Regions from separate parts of the Bicyclus anynana genome. Here region 2 is linked to region 1. Evidence: chromatin contacts called from public Hi-C data. All regions are on one chromosome and are shown on one strand. The core of a region is the stretch at or near the end of the contact, and the rest is flanking DNA. Distances in the headings are between cores, read along the strand shown.

Evidence for each region. A called contact is a pair of places that touch in the nucleus more often than the background predicts.
Region 2: a contact with region 1 is called in a Hi-C map of whole larva, with 5 times the contacts expected there. The contact joins the promoter of LOC112052338 here to the enhancer-like site in region 1. A contact is called at or near these places in 2 of 2 Hi-C or Micro-C datasets (whole body and whole larva).

Annotation. Positions count from the first base shown.
Region 1 is chr18:14,190,739-14,197,787 of ilBicAnyn1.1, forward strand. No RefSeq gene overlaps it. Among protein-coding and RNA genes, the nearest start is that of LOC112053005, 14 kb to the left of the region's middle. Within about 2 kb of position 1,528, at least 4 of the 8 cell types and tissues checked have open chromatin away from gene starts, as enhancers often do.
Region 2 is chr18:14,485,500-14,491,817 of ilBicAnyn1.1, forward strand. It overlaps LOC112052338 (CTD small phosphatase-like protein 2), which reads right to left and starts at 1,461. Exons shown (of 13, transcript XM_052886944.1): 1 at 856-1,461. LOC128198952 (a long non-coding RNA gene) reads left to right here and starts at 1,533. Exons shown (of 2, transcript XR_008251655.1): 1 at 1,533-1,679; 2 at 1,731-2,956. It overlaps LOC112052343 (macrophage mannose receptor 1), which reads right to left. Exons shown (of 13, transcript XM_052886945.1): 12 at 6,077-6,206; 13 at 5,004-5,165. The coding sequence ends at 5,110.

The sequences.
Region 1 (7,049 bases), core at 278-2,777:
TTAGTGTAATTTGTATCAGGGTAATAATGAGCAATGTTTATTTATTAAGTAGATTACTAGATCACTTTGCAAAAGCTGTTACATACCTTATTGACACCATATTACCTACTTATCTGACGAGCTCCGTGGCGCGGTGGATTTACTTGAGAGGTCCTGGGTTCGATCCCCGGCTGGGCCGATTGAGGTTTTCGTAATTGGTGCAGGTCTGGCTGGTGGGGTGGCTAGTTACCATCCTTGGCGATTTAGCGTTCCGGAACAATGTCGTGTAGAAACCGAAAGGAGTGTGGATTTTCATCTTCCTCCTAACAAGTTAGCCCGCTTCCATCTTAGATTGCATCATCACTTACCATCAGGTGAGATTATAGTCAAGGGCTAACTTGTAGAAAAAAAATATCTAGGTACTGAACTGCAGCGAATAATATTTATATCTATAGGTATATCTATAGGCAGTGGCCGTGATAGCCCAGTGGATATGATCTCTGCGTCCGATTCCGCAGGGTGTGGATTCGAATCCGGTCATGCACCTTCAGTTTTCAGTTTTGTGCATTTTAAGAAAATAAATATAACGTGTCTCAAACGGTGAAGGAAAAACATCGTGAGGAAACCTGCATACCAGAGAATTATCTTAATTCTCTGCGTGTGTGAAGTCTGCCAATCCGCATTGGGCCAGCGTGGTGAACTATTGGCCTAACCCTTCTCATTCTGAGAGAAGACTCGAGGTCAGCAGTGAAACAATACAATAATGAAACAGTGGCTTAACGTGCCTTAGAGGGGCCATGTATCAAAATTAATTGGAGGCTCTATAGACGAGCGGCAAATCCCAAAAAATCTCTTTAGTTTTGATTTTGTTCTAGCTTATAGTATTGCTTTTTTACTTTTGTCATTTCTAAAGATTATTAAATGCTTTTTTTTTGCCAGGGAAGCATCACCCAGAGTAAGTAACGTTGTAGATATTACTTTTTTACAAATTTTTGCTTTGACACGTAAGGGGGCCTTGTAATCTTACTTGATACCAGTAAAACTGAACATTTTTACAATCGATATATAAGTACCTAACCGATTAATCTAACTTACCGTGGGAAGCTATTTATCTTTCGGGCGTCTGCTTAGACTATAAATTAATCAAAAGTAAAAATCATTTTTGGGTATACTTCGCAATTTAGGTACGACAGAAAAAAATATAAATTAACTCACCTTTATCAAAAATAAAATAAAAAAATCACAAACAAAACATTATAGAAAAAATCCACACTTCAAGAGTACACCGCCGCACAAAAACCCCGCCCGTATCACAAAAACCCACAAATCACCCGCTAAGGGCGAACAATTACAAAATATTTTGACATTTCCATTCGTCTATTAAAGCCTTAATTTATAGTCGGCGGCGTCTTTGCGCGTTTTTGGAAAAAAGATTTTTTTTTCCATTTTGAAAACTCTACCTGTTGTCGTTTGTCACGCGGCACACGATTGTGTGCGGGTGGTCTACAGTTAGTATAGTGTATTATATCGCCCGGCAATCTTTGAGCGACGTGGTGGGCTATCACTCTATATACAAGTAGAAAGTCAGCGAAGTTTTTTTATTTTATAACAAGTTAGCCGTTGCCTGCGATCACACTCGATCGAAAGTAAGTGACTATGCAGTCTAAATTGGAAGCGGAATTGGAAGAAGTACCTACAAGCAACGATTTTATATTAAGTACTAGCTGATGCCGCGCGGTTCCACCCGCGTGGATTCCGTTCCCATCTGATTATTGGACGGAAAATGTTTTATATCAAATTTAGTACGTTAAAAAACACCAGCTCTGTGGTTTTGCCCAGTACGTATTTTTTAAATCTTTACAAATAAGCCTTTGCCTACAATCTCACCTGAAGGTAAGTGATGATGCAATCTAAGATGGAAGCGGGCTAACTTGTTAGGAGGATGAAAACCCACACCCCTTTCGATTTTACACGACATCGTACCAGAACGATAAATCGCTTAGCGATGCGTCTTTGCCGGTAGTGTGGTAAATAGCCACAGCTGAAGCCTCCAAACCAGTCAGACCTGTGGCGACCTGTGGTAATCGAACCCTGACCTTCATCTTTTAAATCCACCAAATACCACTGCACCATGGAGGCCGTCAAAAAGGTAAAGTAGTACTAGGTATGTCAAATAATGTAGTTTGCGCCTGTAATGTCGTCAAGGTCTGAAACTCTGAAAAATTTTAGATTTTTAACTTTCCTAACCGCTATGTATATTTGTCAATTATAAAATTCACAATTCTTGACGCCACTTTAACTTTTGACCATGCAAATCTATACTAATAAATATAATAAAGCTGAAGAGTTTGTTTGTTTGTTTGGTTGAACGCGCTAACCTCAGTGAATCTCAGATTTGAAAAATTCTTTCAGTGTTAGATAGATCATTTATCGAGGAAGGCTATAGGCTATATATTATCCCCGTATTCCTACGGGAACGGGAACCACGCGGGTGAAACCGCGCGGCGTCTGCTAGAACTGAAACAAAATGATAACTAACTTTTGACATAGACTACCAAAAATACATTCCATTACACGAAGAAATGAATAATTAGGGTGAAAAGATAGATGAATAAAAATCTGATTTTAATATACAAAAAATAATCCTGAAGTATCGATGCCATTAATGCGGTAGGTGGGTAAAATCCGAAAATGATTTATGCTAGCCACAAACGGTCAATTATTCTCACGTTTCTGTATCACCCACGACTATAATTGATCGTGTGTTGGCCACTGGGTACATGACTTGATGACTTGTATAGTATGCCGCGTGGGTACTGCCGTTTGCTTTTCAGAAACGTGAGAATAATTGACCGTCAATGGCAACCTTTACTGAGCATAGGCAGGCATAGGTCAAGTTACAGGCCGCGTACTATATCTACGAGTACCTACTCTTATAAATATAACAGTAATTTAGTATAGGTAACTTCTTAGTATTTATTTGTTGTTACAAGTTGTGGTCAGACGGTCAGGTGGTCAGGTGTCCACCGGAAGTCACCTGGTCATGTGGTCACCCAAATTGACCGAAACTTCTGACATTTGTTTGAATAAAAAATGGCGGTATAAGATTACAGTAGCAACTTTGTTGCGTGTATTGAGGTTTGATATAATACACTAAGTAATTGCTCATACTTTTGAGCCCAGTGGATATGACCTCTGCCTCCGATTCCGGAGTGTGTGGTTCGAATCCGGTCCGGGGCATGCACCTCCAACTTTTCAGTTATATGCATTTTAAGAAATTAAATATCACGTGTCTCAAACGGTAAAGGAAAACATCGTGAGGAATCCTGTATACCAGAGAATTTTCTTAATTCTCTGCGTGTGTGAAGTCTGCCAATCCGGATTGAGCCAGCGTGGTGGACTATTGGCCTAACCCCTCTCATTTTGATAGGAGACTCGAGCTCAGAAGTAAGCCGAATACCTATGGGTTGATTGAAAAACCGGAGTTTATATCAAGCGGTATGAATTTCCTTTTCTTTGGGACGGCTTACCATCGTCAAAATTCTATCCTTCGCCACTGGTATCTAAATGAGAGCCGTGTTAGCCCAGTGGATATGATTTCTGCCTCCGATTCCGGAGGGTGTGAGTTCGAATACGGTCCGGGGCATGCACCTCCAACTTTTCAGTTGTGTGCATTTTAAGAAATTAAATATCACGGTGAAGGAAAACATCGTGAGGAATCCTGTATACCAGAGAATTTTCTTAATTCTCTGCGTGTGTGAAGTCTGCCAATCCGCATTGGGCCGGCTTGGTGGACTATTGGCCTAACCCCTCTCATTCCGAGAGAAAACTCGAGCTCAGCAGTGAGTCGAATATGGTTTGATAATGACAGTGTAATAAGACTAGAAAAAGTTTCTTTTTAACCAACTTCCAAAAAGGAGGAGCTGGTTCTATGTTCGGCTGTATGTAGATATGTGTTAAAGTCGGTGCCAATTCAGTGTCATGTTTTTTAGTTTAGGTTAGGTTAGGTTTAGGTTAATTTTTGTGTTGGAGGTTGGTTTAATTGTTTTTTTTTTATATAAATAGGTTTGCCCATGATCTAACCTTATGGTAAGTGTAGATACAGTCTAAAATGGGACACACTTGCCTAGAAGGTGCCTATTCACTTGTTTTGAAGATATCCAAGTTATAAGACTCAGGAAACACAGACTTGGGAAGGGTATTCCAAACCCTAGCCTAACCCTACCCTAGTATGAGAAAACAAGACGCAAAGCGTTTTGTAGTCCTAGGGACATCTACAACATAGGGATGAAAACCTACCCGATGTCTTGTGGTGCGATGGTAAAAAGGCGAAAGGTTTTATTTTTTATTCTTTACAAGTTAGCCCTTGACTACAATCTCACCTGATGGTAAGTGATGATGCAGTCTAAGATGGAAGCGGGCTAACTTGTTAGGAGGAGGATGAAAATCCACACCCCTTTCGGTTTCTACACGGCATCGTACCGGAACGCTAAATCGCTTGGCGGTACGTTTTTGCCGGTAGGGTGGTAACTAGCCACGGCCGAAGCTTCCCACCAGCCAAAACGTCGTATAGCTCCTGAGCACTCTCCGAAGTAAATATATTTATGAATTACTCGTCCACCCTGACGCTATTACCTCTGTCGATGGCAAGGATTATTCTTTGGGGCAAATAAATTTAATATTCTGTTCACAGATTAATTACTAATAGGCAGATGGAGCGCACGGAATACGACGGTGTCGTACCCGTCACAAATACAACATTTAAAAACGAATACATTCTCGAGTCACTACGACACGAAGGGTCGCATCAGTTATTTTCAACATTATTCAAAAAAATGGCGTCATATGTTTTTAAATGTTTTAAAAACTGTTTATAAAAACTAAAAAAAAGAATTTTCAAAATCGGTCCATTTATGGACCGATTCCGTCATTTATGACGGAATTTTCGCTGGACATACATAAAAAAAAAAACTTACATACAGCCGAACGTAGAACCTCCTCCTTTTTGGTAGTCGGTTAAAAAAATAAGGTGGAGTACCTAAGTAGGTATCAAAATCTTATAATCTGCGTTGTACCTAGATCATTGAGAAATAGCCTGCGAATTGCAAATCTAGGTACAACGCAGATTATAACGTTGTATGACAAAACGTTCAACAAAATCCACTGCAATCGGTTTATTTAGGTACCTATTAAGTGATTAGTAAACTTTAAAACTTTAAACATTACACAAAAATGCTATTTAATTCCTCGCGCCCATAAATATAATCCGACACAAGAACGCCGCGGTGAGATTATTAAAAGTAATTTGTAGAAAAATACGTAAAAAAAAAGAAAAGCCATAGATAATATAGAGTCATCGCGGACCATAGATTATATGAAGTCATCCCGCGGCAAAGATTGCCCGCCGCCATTATTAAAAAAATATAACTAAAGCCAGCATGGCGGATAGATTTGACAGTAGGGTGGCTATGTTGGAAATAATAATTTATCTACTCATTGCCTATTAAAATGCCACGCTTAATTGGAATGTGTCAAAAGTCAAATACTGTAATAAAAATAATACTAATATTAAAATGCTTTATTTGACTAAGTACATACAGCTGAATAAAAAACAAAAATCACTCAATACTACTTTCCCGTTCCGTTTGTAATTTAGTACACTTAAAGGTAATTTAAAAAAAGAAAAGTTGTCAGGGGATGCCTGAGCGACAACTCTAACAAGTTTATTATTAGAATTGCAGAGAGTTTCCCGGAAACTTGCAATTTTAATCCGTAGGACAGCGAAGAAGTCAGGGACATCGGTGCCCGATGTAATAAAATGCATTGTCTTTTTAGAAAAATACGTAAATATTTTTAATTTACTTTTTCCGCATAGGTATTTTTTATGGTATCGATCATTGACATGATGATTGAATTTTACTTGCTCTTTACTATTTAGAAAAAAATTAAATGGCTCACGTACCTAGTACCATAGATAACATGTACCTAAATCTTTTTATTGGTCTATTTTTTATTGTATTGTATGTATCAGATAACATTCAATTGCTTACATTTGTTACCATAATATAAAATATCTATATTACTTAGAACTACTTAAATAGCGAGTACCTAGGTACTAACTACATAATTATAATGAAGCTTTCACTTAACTGTTGGATACAGAAGGCAGTGATTCTTGTCAGGAGGTTCCTCACTCTGGAACCCTGACAGCCGCGCGCCGCGTTGCTTGGGCACTCAAATTCGCAGCGGGAGGGTTGATTTCTTATAAATTTTTAATAGTGTTTTGTTTTATATTTTCTAATAACATTGCTAAAATTAAAGAACTGAAGGACTTAAAACTAGTATATTATTATTATACAATACCTATATAAGTCTTTATTAGTGTTATTACGCCACTGTACCACAAATTACTCTAAAGTTAAGGTAATAAATATAAGCTAGCAAGCTTATAAACAGTTATACCTAACATAAAAACCAGCATTTATACCTAATAAACTGCAGGCTACCATTCTGTCCATCTGTTGTCCACTATACAACATTAATATTGCATTACTAAAATGAACACAACATTGCAATTTTGTCCATATTTCGACTTTTTTCACTGATGAAATGACTTCCAAACCATACATGGTGTGGTCAGCCAAAATTATTACTTATTCATTGTAAATACGATATTTAGCCTGTGGTTTGTTTATGGCTATCATGAACCCTTGGATACTTACTGCGAGGGTATAAAAGGCCCATGTAAGTATATTGAAACATTTAATGAGACATTGAGTTTTTTATTAAAAAACAAAATTCGATAAGTACTTGTGCCGCCTGCGACTATGTCCCTGTGAACGTATTATTAAAGCTAAAGACCCTTTTTGAACTTTTTGAATTATAGGTATATACATTTTTTAGCGTTGGTTATAAGGCAATCTTTAAAGTAGTGCAGACCTGCGTAGGTTTTAGGAAGATATGGCAAATTTCAACTGGATACCTCCATGCCTTCCTGAGATATAAACGAAGAAATGGATGGATATCATCACTGATTTGTTCGTCTGTCTGTCTGTCAATGCCCTTTATAT
Region 2 (6,318 bases), core at 211-2,710, 290 kb after region 1:
TGGATTTACAAGAGTGAAGAAGAAGAGGCCCTGGGTTTGATCCCCGTTGGGCCAATTGAGGTTTTCTTAATTGGTTAAAATCTTGTACTTCTAACTCCAAACATTGTGAGTTAGAAGTACAAAATTTTAAGTCTCCCCAGTTACATAGATGCGTGGTCCGACCCCCACCTAAGGGCACTTTACGCATCTCTATTTTGGCATGGCCATAGGATCACCCGCACTTTGATTCAGAGACTTCATAAAGATTCCATCTGAATTTAAGTAATAATGAAGTAAGTCATTCAACAGAAATGAGAATATTTTCAAATTCAAATTTCTTTTAATTTTATTGTAGTTAGTACTAGCAGACACCTACCACTTCATGCATGTGAAATTTAGTTTTTCAATGTATGTTACTTTATAACTTAACCTATCTTCCAGTGAAAGTCCCATTAAAATCTGTTCAGCATTCCAAAGATAAGCCCAAACAAACTACAGACAAATGAACAGACAGACAGACGAATTTTAAAAAAGCTTAATTATGTTTTAGTATCCTGTAAATAACTGTATGAACTATGAAAAAATGAATCTTGAATTCATACACATACAATTGTATTTAAATGTATGTAGTATTGATTATGTATTTCAACTAATATTTAAAAAAAAATCTATTTATATACTAAAAAAATCTATTTATATACCTAATTATCTTCTTTTCCTACTCATTTCTTTTAGAATTTATTAATTGTTTTATGTGATATTTCTAGGCTCTAGCTTCGAAGCCTGGTTTGCAGCCTTTTTCTTAATACGCGCGGTCTGTGCCGATAGCTATAATACTATACTACAGTACTATAATTATATAGGTAATATACTTACATGAACTCTATAGCATTAGAAAGTTAAGTCTTACTCCACACATTTAACTGATGTAACACTTTATATTTGTGCATTGCGATTATTGTTTTCTATTCACTAGCTTGAAATTGGTAGCGTACTATATATCTTTCAATTAAACACGAAAATTTGTTCGCAAAAAAATATATTCTCAGGCCAGCAGTGGCTTCGCGCCTTTTTACTGCGGCAATAATTTACAGAGTATTTCTCTGCCAAATTTAGTTAAATAGCAACGGAAACAACTAAATCGGTAACTATACTCAAATTTATCGCTGGAAAACTAAAATAATCACTGAATAACTATCCGGAAAATAAAAAAAGCGGCGGTGCTAAATTATTGATTTGTGCGCCGCTAATAGTTTGACACTCTCACTCATGCGTACAGTTTATTTATCGCACAATCCAGCAAAACAATCTCACGGGGAAAAAGTAAAGGCGCTTCGCGATTATCACGTAATTTATTACATTATTTTATGCATTGAAAACACAAAGCCAAACAAATGTCAAAATGGCGGCGATTCTTTTCGTAGTGAAGATTTTTTTCTTCAGATGGCGTTGCGGTACTGCGCATGCGTTTTAATTTTGCTCTGAAAAGTCGATAATGCACTGCAGTGATGCAAGGTGAAATCTCAGCAGCAGACAACTTGCATTGGATGCAGTGTTACCAGTTGGATCTTATGAGAAGTTACCCGAAATATTAAAAAAGTAACCTTTTTGTGTAAAAAGTAACCTTTTGACTACTACTACTCTTGCTTTTTGCGTTCCACAGCATGGCTAAACCACCATTTCAGCCTCTGGGGGCTAAAGTAATTTTGATTTTTTTTTTAAATATCTGTCTGTTACGAATACTAGCCAAGTACTAAATTACTACAAACCGAAGGAGATTTTACTCGTAAATAGAATCATCTTAAGTAAGGCCCTGATTGTTTGCCTTTTACTTATGGGATAAGAAAAATACAATTAAAGAGCAAGGATTTAAAAAACAGTAGACGTTAATTTCTTAAATTCATACTTGATTTTTTTAAGAAATTCAATGTGACTGCAACTTGCTTATTTCGCAACGTCGATTGTAACGTCTTCATTTATAGTGAGATTGACACAGAAACATCGATGAGTTCTTGAGCATTTGTCCGCATTTCTTGATTTAACGACCGTTCTGTTTTAGATATACGAAATTGTAAGTTAATTCTAAAAATTCCGAAATATCACGTAAAAGTAACCTTTTTATTAATGTAACCTAAAAGTTACCACTGCAGTCAAAAAATCACCTAAAAGGTTACAAAAGTAACCTTCTGGCAACACTGATTGGATGTACCCACGATGTACCCCAAGAGTAAAATAATAAATAGTTAATAAATTGTTCTTGTTTCTTTCACTTGTTTCAGATGCGTTTCTCATAATATTGACATTTCTTGTAAAGGTATGTAGTTCAGAATAACAAGTTAAGTGCTCAATTATTAAATGGTGCAGAACTCAGACGAATAAAGGAAAAAAGAAGTATTTCAAAATCTTAATAGTAAAAAATTCCTTTTAAGTTTTTTATTCCTATGGCATTACAATATTGATGAGTTTCCTTTGCCATGTTAGCGTCCAATAAAGGTCCAATATGATACAGTAGGACTTGGAAAATTTTTGGTTCATACTTTAAAGCAAAAAAAAAACCTAAAGCCTTGGTCTTAAAACTTGGTAGGTTAAATACATGCATCTCTAGCTATCATTCCTCTGTGTCTATAGTCTCTAGTGATCTGTGATTTAGTCTATGGCACTTAATATTTCACATTTTTCATGTATCTAATCTGTGTTTGTCTTTGACGTCTATTCTGTCATCTGTGGTTTAAATTTAAACTTCATTCAAATCACAAAAAATAACGAATTTTTATGATGTTATTTTTAAAACAAAATACCTATTTGATATTGTGATTGTACTGCATCCCCGTAACGATATTTAATTGCAAAAATCGAGGTATTGTTGTAATCAATGCTAGATTGAAATAACAGTTGATTTCATTACTATTTGTGAAAGTTTATTTATGTAGTTAAGATGTCCAGTGCTTCCGTTACTTCGTCGAAACTTGAACTTGAGGTAAATATTTGTTAATAATAATAATGTAAGTTTATAAGGCAAGCAGTCTTAAGTTATTTTAACAGTTAAAGCTGATCCTAAGCTTTTGGCAAGTTTAAGTTAAAGAGTTGCGCGCACGACTTTAAATCTGTTCCTCAAATAACCGGGCAAAGGGTAGGTATTTTTTTTTTTGTTTTTCTTTTTTTTCATAATAGATAGGTCTACCCAGAGATATATTGTATTCAGTGCTCAAGGCAACTTCTCAGAGTCTGACGATGGAGCATTTTAGTTATTATGGTTATATCTAACTAACTTAAAATAAATGCCATATCCGAGACGATATAAAGCCATACCTGATGTGCACTGTTTACCAACAAACAAATTAGAAATGAAGGTAGAAATTGCGTGCATTTTAAAACTTTTAAATTTTGTATAGTTTTTTTTTTAATGTTATTTAAAATGTATTGTTTTAAACTTATTAATCAAATTAATTGTCATTCATTTACGAGCAAGTTAATTATAATTATTATTAAGTGTGAAATGACTAGCGATTTATACCCTCATTTTTAGTTTGTTTGTTAGTAAACACACATTACACATTGATTATAGCTTTAGTATAGTCATATTGGAGTTTGGATATTATAGAGCTGAGACTCATCATGCTGCACCAATTTAGGTTGTTAATGTTAGATTAGATTATATAGCAATCAGATATTAAATGATGATGAGGATTGACAGCTTAACACACTCTCAGAGACAGAGATGTAACACCATTAACTTCCCAACTCTCGGCTGAGTATTTTGAATAAAAATTTAAAAGAAGAAAAATTTATTCACTCCAACCCAGGACCTACTGATCTGAAGTCACTAATGCTAACCATTGGTCTATCCACCTCAGTAGCTATAGCTTGGCAAATTTGTTTGTAACACTGCCGATAGTCAGTGCCGGGCCGGGACGGGGGTAGCAAAGCCCTGCTCGCATAAATTCATACCCGCGCAGTGCATTTCCCCCGTCGCCTGCTTGTCATGGGAGTGTCAGCAGCGAAGCTATACCAATCTATACTAATATCATAGAGAGGAAAGATTTGATTGTTTGTTTGTATGTTTTGAATATGACTCTGGAACTTCTGAACCAATTTGATAAATTCTTTCACTGGTAGTTCCCCTACTAGGTGATCTGACAACATCAAACAAGTAGCAGGGGTTCGCTAGGTGCAGGCGGCTCAGGATTATAATTTTTGGAAGTTCCTAAAAAAGTCCTGAGTCCTGCAGTGGATGCCCATCGTCTGATATGATGTTTATTATAATAGCTTATTTTTACTCTATTCCAGAAAAAAACATCAGATTTAAAACAAGAACTAGAAGCTTTTCGTGCCCTGAACAAAAGCCTCGAAACATACCTGGTGCAGCTTCGCACTGTGAACAGAGATATACGAATCTGCAAGAAGAAATGTCAAAAACTTGAGACAGTCAACAGGCAATGGGTTGAAATATTAAATTGTATGGAATGATGTCATTCTAAAATGTATATAATGATATGCTTTTCAAAACGCTGAACCAAAGGATTCTATGATATAAAATTAAAATATTAAAAATTATTTACTGTTTTCATTTAGTATTTTACTATTTTATATTTATACTTTAGTCAACGTTTCTTTGCCTCTTTAATCTTAGTATAGATATAATGAAAAATATCACATTGAATGTAAGGAAGGTAAAAATGTCTGATTTTTCATCTAATCATGCTAAAACATTTTTGATTTATTTTGAAACTTTATAATCTTATTTACTTCACAAATATTCTAACAATCTTTTTTTATAAGTATTAATTTAGTGAATAAATCTTACACTTAATCACGCTACAATCAATAGGAGCAGAGCAGTGAAGGGAAATGTTGGGAAAACGGGAGAAGTTACTCCATTTTTACAGCGATACTACTGTAAGGGCTGGATTAAAGAGGTCTGAGGGTGGACGAAGTCGCGGGCGTCCGCTAGTAAATGAACAAACATGGCAGCAATAAATCCCCAAATAACACAGTTGTACTTAAATAAAAATAACAAATCAATGATTATTTAATAATTTTTATTTAAAATATGTTAAAATTTCTCTATTAGGACCTTTAAAGAGTCGGTACAAGTAACATGAGGACAATAGCAGAGATTAGATTAGGTCACTAAGATTCAACTTCCACTGTGCTGTTGTCAACCACTGGTTTTGGTGAGAATTTTTCTGAAACAAAATATTACCTTTAATACAAAACAGAAAAATGTACTTATAACCTACCCATTAAACTAAAAAAAAAACATCATGATGTTCTACCTACTGATCAGTTTGTAGGCGGTGCCAAGTCAGTGACGTGTTTATTAATAAGTTAAGTACCTATTATAATACCCTTTCAAACAAGAAAGTAATTGTCCACAAACCAATTTTCGATTATAGGTACCTATCGTATATTATCTTATTATACATATAAAAAAATAACATGCAGTCGAATTAAGAATCTTTTTAATTTTATTGAAGTCTGCTGTAAAAATAGATATATTGTATGAAGATATTAATTATTATCATTTTTGTATAATTTCTTGAAGCTAAACTATGAATGGATATTACTATATATACCTACTATATGATAAAATTCAGATGAATTTCGTGAGAGAGAGATTGTATTTTTCCACACTAATATAATAAGGAAAATATTTGTACTATTGTATGTAACAAATAAACTAATGGACCGATTTGAAAAATTCTTTTAACAATACATTCTACATTATCAGCGAATAACATAAGCTATATTTTATCTGCGTATTCTCACATGGGAACTACGCGGATGAAACCGAGAGATTCTGCTAGACTGCTAGTCGCCTATAAAGAAACATTATTACGAGTACTTTATAAAGTTCAAAGAGCTGATGGATGTTGGGATCCCAAGGTGATGGAATGGCGACCCAGCACCGCAAAACGCAGTGTTGGTACCGGACCCCCAATAGGTGGTCCGAGGAATCCGAGGATATTAAGAGGGTTGCAGGGAGCCGCTGGATGTTGGCGGCTCGAGACCGTTGTGCTTGGAAGTCCATGCAAGAGGCCTATGTCCAGTAGTGGACGTGTATCGGCTGATAATGATGATGATGTACTATACTTACCTATCATACATATAGAATACTGCGGAGTATCGCACGGCAGTCCGTAGACCAAACCCTTCAAATGGTCCTGTCTATCCAGGTTGAGGCAAGGACTGTCCATTGTGAAATCTTCATCCAGCCATGGCGGCATCTAGTGGTGAGAAGCGGAATTAATATACTAAAAGTAAACATTAATTTCATTACATTTTTTTGGTTCAAATACTACACGTATAATTTAATAATGACATCTATATATATATATA